2 separate regions of the Mus musculus genome follow, and region 1 is linked to region 2. Evidence: chromatin contacts called from public HiChIP or PLAC-seq data. All regions are on one chromosome and are shown on one strand. Each heading gives the region's core, a stretch centred on a gene start, on an enhancer-like site or on the middle of the called end of the contact. The rest is flanking DNA. Distances are from core to core; before and after follow the strand shown.

What was found. HiChIP or PLAC-seq counts read pairs in DNA pulled down with a chosen protein or histone mark.
Region 1: a contact with region 2 is called in an H3K27ac HiChIP or PLAC-seq map of the NIH/3T3 cell line, with 4 times the contacts expected there. The contact joins two enhancer-like sites. A contact is called at or near these places in 2 of 484 Hi-C or Micro-C datasets (cortical neurons and uterus), 1 of 115 datasets of contacts at active chromatin or transcription factors (the NIH/3T3 cell line) and 1 of 9 other capture datasets (liver).

The regions. Positions count from the first base shown.
Region 1 is chr1:145,335,472-145,339,397 of GRCm38.p6, reverse strand. No RefSeq gene overlaps it. Among named protein-coding and RNA genes, the nearest start is that of Gm25460, 46 kb to the right of the region's middle. Within about 2 kb of position 1,332, at least 4 of the 459 cell types and tissues checked have an H3K27ac peak or open chromatin away from gene starts, as enhancers often do. A contact at or near this core is called in the NIH/3T3 cell line, where this site is marked.
Region 2 is chr1:144,575,671-144,579,868 of GRCm38.p6, reverse strand. No RefSeq gene overlaps it. Among named protein-coding and RNA genes, the nearest start is that of Rgs21, 10 kb to the right of the region's middle. Within about 2 kb of position 2,793, at least 7 of the 459 cell types and tissues checked have an H3K27ac peak or open chromatin away from gene starts, as enhancers often do. A contact at or near this core is called in the NIH/3T3 cell line, where this site is marked.

The DNA.
Region 1 (3,926 bases), core at 83-2,582, 760 kb before region 2:
CTGCTGCACCTAGAGCAACAGACCTCACAAGCCTGAAGCCCTTCCAGATCTCCTGCACCCAGAGCACTAGACTCTACTGTCTGAAGGCCTCCCAGGAAATCCTCTGCAGCCAGGACAACAGATCACCTGTGTATATGCCCCTCTGAAGACCTCACATTGTGAAGACCTACCAGGAGATATGATAACAGCCATTGAAACCCACTCAATAATAATGGGACACTTTAATACCCCATTCTCACCAATGGACAGATCATTGAAACAGAAACTAAAGAGAGACATAGTGAAACCATCCGTAATGGGATCTTCTGCCATCTTCTGTGGTGCCTGAAGACAGCTACAGTGTGCTGACATATAATAAATAAATAACCCTTAGGAAAAAAAAAAAAGAATTTGGAGAGAGTCTACACTAGCAACTTAACAGCACATCTGAAAGCCCTAAAACGAAAAGCAGCAAACACACCAAAGAGGTATGAATGGCAGGAAATAGTCAAACTCAGGACCAAAATTAACCAAATAGAAAAAAAGAGAACAATGCAAAGAATCAATTAAATCCAAAATCTGGTTCTTTAAGAAAATCAACAAGGTAGATAAACCCCTAGCCAACTAACTAAAGGGCACAGAGACATCACTCAAATGAACAAAATCAGAAATGAAAAGGGAGATATACAACAGAAACAGAGGAAAGTAAAAAACTCATCAGATATACTACAAAAGTCTATACTCAAAATACTGAATAAAAGTTATGAAATCATAGAACCATCAAATAAATCAATACTAATTTGTATTTTCATGAAAATTAAGGTATTAAAAATTAATATATATTAAGATATAATTAAAATAATATGAACAAAAATTCAATACAGTGCCTTAAAAAATGTACTGAATGTGAGAAAGGGAAGTAAAACACATTGGTGGTATTGGGAATATTTTTATTTTCTAGATTTTTTTCTTTTTTTCTTTTAAAGTATTGTACAACTAGGTTTAATTATATTCATCTGTAGGGTATCTCTTCCAATACTTTATCATTTGCTTCTACCAGCTTTGTGTCCTTTCCACACTCTTCATCAAGACCAGATATGGCAATTAAATATTCGTTAACATGCTGTTTGCACTGGGGTATAATCTACCAAGGACTATACTCTTAGAGAAAATTCCATGTCCAACTTCCATCCCTGTTGGGCCCCATTTTAGCCCTGGTTTGGGCCTTGAGGACAAATCTGATCCTGACTCGAGTTTCTGTGGCCTTGTGGGAGAGCATAAGCCTAGCTCGAGTTTTGAGACCTATCTCAGTCACTCTGTACTGGGGTGACTCAGCAAGGCCTGTTTGGCCCTGCCTCTGCCCTGAGCTTTGTGATTGGCCCTGTCCGACACTCCATACCCTTTTTCACCCATCCCCGCCTCCTATGCATCTTACCCCACCAAAAATCCCCCTCCCTATGTTCCTAACTTATATAAGCTAGAGGCTGAAGCCATTAAAGTTGAGTTCCTTCTTTGACAGACTCCTGGCCCCTGATGTGTTTGTTTTGGGCCATGACACTCACCATCTCACTCAGCCCTGGAGAGACTTGGCTGGACCAGACTCTCTCCTTCCCCCTGGGCCTGCTGGCAGAGAGTCAACACATCCCACATCCCATGCTGACATCCCATGCTGACATTTGTTCTACCTTGAGTTCTTATGTGCAACTGGCCTCCTGTGTCCAGAAGACCTTGTCTCCTGGTACATACCTATCACCTCTGTTTTTATGGTCCATCTGCTCCTCTGTGCAATCCTTGGGCTTTAGGAGCACTGTGTTTTGTATTCCATTCAGAGCTGAGCATCTACAAGTTTCTTACTTTCTGTACCTTTTTTTTTTTTCCTTTTTTTTTTTTCTGAGACAGGGTTTCTCTGTGTAGCCCTGACTGTCCTGGAACTCACTCTGTAGACCAGGCTGGCCTCGATCTCCGAAATCTGCCTGCCTCTGCCTCCCGAGTGCTGGGATTAAAGGCGAGCGCCACCAATGCCCGGCTCATTTTACCAGATGTTGGCTACCATCTTACTATAATTAGTTTCTTCCTCGAAAGACAGAACTGAAAGATGGAATATTCTGTGGGGATAATGACAAAATGATCAGGAATCAGTTAAATGGTATGTTTAGAAATGTTGTAGAACGAAACAGAGAATTCTAAAAAATGAAACACAAATGGCTATAATTTTTTTTTAGAAGTTCAACTTCATTAGTCATGAGGGAAATGCAAATTAAAGCTACTTCCAGATTTCTTCTCACCCTAGTTAGAATGACAAAAACTTCAAAATGGGGTGTTCCAGTTTTGAATATACTCCAATGTGTTCCAAACATTATATTTCACAAAAAATTTCAAGAACTGGGGCAAAATGATCTAAGCATTTGAGTCATTCTGTCCAGAAGGAAGTATGGACAATGTACAGGCAGGCTAAAGTGTACTTTGATAACTGTGAATCATGTTTATTCATATACTGAAGACCTTCTAGGAAATCATACAGGTTTAAAATGAAGGTAAATTACTAAATAAACAAATCACAAGCCTCTGTGTTCAAAGCACAAACCAATTTTCTAGGGTTGTTTCACTGTTTTCATTTCGCTTGTTTTGTCTTTGACGCTTTGTGGCATCTTGTACTGTTTCTTTCAAGGCCTTTCTTGTCCTACAGTTCTATTGCACATGACTGTCTAGAAACAATCAATGCATACACAACTGATCTTGCTTTGGTTTCTTCTTTAGCTTTATTAATTGATTTACTTTAAAATTGGGTTATATTTTTAAAATCAGAGCTTTGGTATAACCCAGACTTACATGTTCACCAATCTATATAGAGTTATTAATACATTTATACAGGATATGAAGCTAATAGTTACCATATTCTTGGACATTGAATTTTGGTTTCATACATTACAATCATAAAATACATTTTAATGCTTTGTTACAATGAGGAAACAGAATCTTAGTAATAGCTACAGGGAACTGCATGGAAGTGGTACACCCAACAGCCACACCACCCATAGGGTTCATCATCTTTTAATTAATTTTCTCATTTTGTCACAATATAATGACACCATTTAAGTGAAGAAAAATTTAGATTGGCTAATGAATTCTGAATGTTCATTCCATGTTATATAGCTTTAATATGAACACATCATAGTAGTGGGGACATGAGTGAAAAACAAACAGTCACTAAGTCACTGAAAAGCTAAAAGAAAAAGCAATGTTTCTGCTCTCCTGGCTTTTCCACTTTCTTCTTTGATTCATTGTCTATTCTGGCTTGTTATATGGTGAGATCCATCTTCTGCATGTGAATCTTCATTTCTCAGCTAAAACCGCAACTCTGCAAAATATCCTTACAGAAACATAAATGGGCATGAATTGGTCTTCTAGTTGATTATAATTCATGTCAAGTTTGTAATGCAAATTAATAAATACAATTTATTTTCATGCTGTCATGTTATTATGCTCCATATTAATATCAAAATGTTTTACAATAAGCTTCACTGTACCTTTATCTTTTGGCAATTAACTTCAGAGTGCTCCAAACAAAACCCAATTGAAGAAGCTATTTTCACCATAACTATTACATGCTTTTGTTTTGTTTTTGTTTGTGTTTTTTAGGAATTTGCTCACCTTTATGATTGGAAATTTCTGGCTGTGTCATGTCATTCAGATTCACCTGGTGTTTTGCTGAGGCAAGACACAATGGAAGGACACATAAAGTTTGTAAATAATATAAATAGGACTTAACAGATAGTGACAGGCCACTTGCATAAATAGCCTTGAAATGCATTGCTGGTTTCTGGTCTTCATTGATTTTCAATTCATTGAGAGAGGCAAGGGAGAGAACATCTCTTGGCATCCTAGTTGGGTCTGGTCACTCCTGCTGACTGGACTCCTACTGGTTCTGTGATGGTCTGGCTGTTTGT
Region 2 (4,198 bases), core at 1,544-4,043:
AGGCCAAGAGATTTAAAAACATCAATAAGAAAAGAGAAAAACGAAAGAGCGAAAAATAATCTTCTAATAATGAGAATAATAACGATTAGCCTTCCTTCTAAGCATTTCACTGTTGAAAATAAGCCTTAAGCCAGCTGAATCTTTTATTTTGTCAACTTCTCTCCCTTCTGTTCTCTATATAGCTATCACCCTGGCATGGCTGTGTCAGCTTAAGTTCAGACAGACACTGTCTTGTGTATGTCCTTGCTTTCAGGTATCTGAGATAGCTCACTCAGTTTAAAACAACAGTTTCTCTCTCAAGATAGTGCTTTGCCCTGGCCATCATAGTCACACAGAGTAACGGAGTGATATCATTCTTCACTGCTGACTCATCTTGACAAAAGAATCACAGGCTCACCCAAATTTGAGTTTGAGGATTATGGGATCTGAATAGTACCCTCTCTTTCTGCATTACACCCTTGAAGCTATTCTGCTTTGAATCCTCCATGCTGGGCAGGGACTGTACAGGTGAAGCTCTGTTCTGTCAGGCTTCTTTTCCAAGTGACACTGGCCTTTTGGCCACAATTTTCAAGGATGCTGTGATTCCTGAAAATCACAAAGGTTTTTTTCTTCCTCTCTTTGGAATAACCAGTTGTTTCCTTACCCATTGTAACTGCATATTCAGTTTTATTAGATAGAAGTACGGGGAGAATCTGTGTTCAGTGTCTGGTGCTCACTGCAGTAACAATTTCAGTTTAACAGGGCTTGGAGATTTGTTTGTTCATAATTATTTATGTAATGAGTATATGAAAATGAGCATTCTATAAGCACTTGTGGAATTAAATATTTTTTTCCTTTTTAAATGTTATTGAAAAGGTGAGGAGAGATAACTTTTCCATATTCTTTTCAGACATAGCTCTTCCCAAAGAATCTGCCTATTTAGTTGTATTTTATGATAGCAGTCAGAATAACTACAGAATATTGAGAGTCAGGAATTTAAGGCAGAGTACACTAATAGCTGAGTAAGGTACTTCAACAACATTTTCCCATGGATACATCAATTTGAAGAGCTATCAATGTGTCCAACTTCTACACAGGATGTAAAGAAGCTCTAAGAAAGACTATGGTGGCACCAACCAGATAAGCCAATCCTGATGATCAGGATCCACCTTTCTGTCCCCTTTGCCACCAGCTGTGTCATAGCCTATGTAATCTGATAGAGGAAGACTCAAGTATGACTGAGTATTTGGGCTTGCGGGCCATGAGAACATGACCAGAGGAGAAAAGAAGAAAGGAGAATGAAGGGGGAGAGAAGCTTATAGGCTTACATTTTTAAGTTAATGCCTAAATTAGGTCAAATTTTTCACATACTCTAAATGACTTATTCAGACACTTATAACCTGCATGAGTTGTCCAGATTTCTTCCCCATTCTGGAAAAGCATCCAGATATCTTAATCCTTATCTGTGCCTTTCTTTATTAGAATAGTCTCATTTTTATATCCCAAAATCTTTTTCTGAAGTAACATATTTTATTTTTTAAAATAAGATTTTTTAAAAGCCATAATAACATTTGTATGAATTTAGCAAGTACATTTACAATTTGTTGTAGAATTTTTATGTTTCTTGGGGAATTCACTGTGTATTCCCTCTTTATAATATCCCAATCACAAATGCAATTTATGTTTTTGCCAAAGCTTACTCTGGGGAAACAAAAATTCATTTTCTCTCTCTCTAGTCCCACCTTGAAACCTATCAAGTATTTCTGGTGGGACCCAATAAAAATGAACTCATGACTCCCCTAAAATCTGTATCAAAGTTATTGAGGAAAATTGCACTTTGTTGATTTAATTTTTAATCTATTTCATAGTTTGTATAGTCCATAGAATGATCTAGCATGAACATGACTTTTGATTTTAAGTAAGTTTTAGTAGCAAATGAAGAAAATCAGCAGATGCATAGCAAAACACTTTTCAATCTATATTTACAATCTTCCCTCGAATAAACAAAGTCAGCCCTGTCAAAACTATTATATTACAGTTACTGGTTGAGAAGCTCTTGGGCAGGAGGGCTTTTCCTTGGATGAGAACAACATTAGTCATTTTTACTATAGGCATTTCTCTCTCATGAGATGAGTGATAACTTGTGCTGGAAATAGTTCAGCCATTAGCTATCCTTAAGGACACAATGCCTTTATTCTTGAGTTGTTCTCCTGTTTCTAGTCACAAAGTCAGGAGATCAGCCTGACCCAGGACAGGAACTTTGGTGAACATTTTTGGACAAACATGCTTTAGTCAGATGTGGAAGAAACAAATCCTATATTTAGAGACAGCTTCTTAGCTTAAACAGCACAGGACAAGAGACATGTGCATAAAAGGCATTGGCTTTTCTTTTAAACTGAACTCAGTAGCTTACAGTGAATAGGAAACATGCTGTTTAGTCCTGTGACAACTGTCTGGTTCCCCAAAACACCTGTCCTCCTTACCACCTGGATAGATATGTCCAAATGAGTTTTATCTTCTGAAATTAGCATTGGGAATAGGGACTGACAGGAGACAGACAGCATTCTCTTTCCTTTTAGAGTGTAATAAGAAGCAGACCATTTGATTTTTCAAAGGTTGCCCTATGGTTTCCTTAAGCATTAAGGGCATTGTGTGGCAATCTGTATTCATGATCAAGGTGACAGGGCTATGAATCTCTACAAGTGTCTAACCCTTCCTGACAAGTTTTGGGGTGGGGATCTGCTTGAAATCCTGCACTCATAGCCTGTGTTTCTGTGTCTGAAGATGGAGTCAGACAGCCTGACTAGTGTAACAAGTATGCTTCCTCTTGCACAAAACAAGGTTCTATCATTTCTCTTTGAGCAATGGCGGTGAGGATGTTCAGAGATCTAGGCTTTTGAACTTTTAGGAGGTTGGAGTGTTTCCTGTGAAATTGAATTTCTATGAGCAAGGGCTTTTAAGGGAGATTCTGTTTTCAAATTCTGTAACATGGTTGGCTAACTCCACCTTGCTTATAGACTTTAGTGAGCTCTGAATAACATCACAGGTAAAATAAAAGCTGGACATTAGGAATTCCCTTGGACTTCTCTGTTCTTTTTACAGAAAAGATTCACAGGTGGAAAAATGTTTTTTCCTAATTCCAAGGGGGTTAATTTGCTCTAATTTTCCAAGAGACAAGCTGTGGGGATCCTGAAGATGGCATTCATCCACATCTGTAAAGCACAAGCAGTTGGAGAGACTGATGGAGGGAAGCCTAACCCTTGAGTCTCTCAGGTCAGCATCTGTAGAGGGCATGTAATAAAAGCAAAACTTGGATGACTCAAACCCCCTCGAGACTAGATCCCAGTGCAGGACTGATTCAAGTTTATCCAAATCTGCTGTTCCAGGCCCTGGCTATTTTTATCTGTAACCCAGGTAGCATTCTTGGAATTATTTGAGTTCCCTTCTAATCTTATCAGTAAGATGTATCAAAGTGAGAAGCCCTTCATTCTAAGTGGTAGACACCAGTCTTCTGCTTCAAACTTGTCTGACAGACAGAACAAATTGGCAATCACTTAGTCAAAGAGATAAAAGTTTTTCTCTTTCCCAAAAGCTACATAATGGTTTAAGGTTCTTTCATAACCTAAAGTAACCCCTTGCATGTCGACAGAAGTGGCCTTACCCTATCCCATGGAGTAGATACACGAACAAGTGATAGCTAATGAGGGCAATAGCAGGAAATACATTTTGAGAATTTACAACAGGTCAAGGGGGAGAGGAGAGGTTAGTGTTCTGATGAAATAGAAAGGAAAGTTGCTCTGCTGTAGGGTTTCCCTAAACTCAGATTCATTTTCTTAATGTATAAAGCCATACTGTATTTTTAAAATCCAGATTGGGAGCAAGCTTGAAAGGCATTCATGATCTCTGCTCAAGAATGCAGAATCCTCAAGTTACTGTTAAGAGTACCTAGAATCAATGTAAAGCCTCTCTCAGATAGCTTCTATAAAGGAAAAGAGAAGAAATTCAGCCATCATCCAAATGTTAGTTCCAAACAATAGTGGTCCTGACTCTTTTTCAGTGTTGTAAAAGAGACAAGAAAAGGATAAATGATGTGGACCTTTTATAAAAGGTTTTGTCTGTCTCCAGAGAAAGAGTAATTTCCTAAATATACCACTCCTTTTAGCATCTGTATCAGGTTTTCCCCTGACCATTGTGGAGTATCATCTTTATGGAGCCAAGC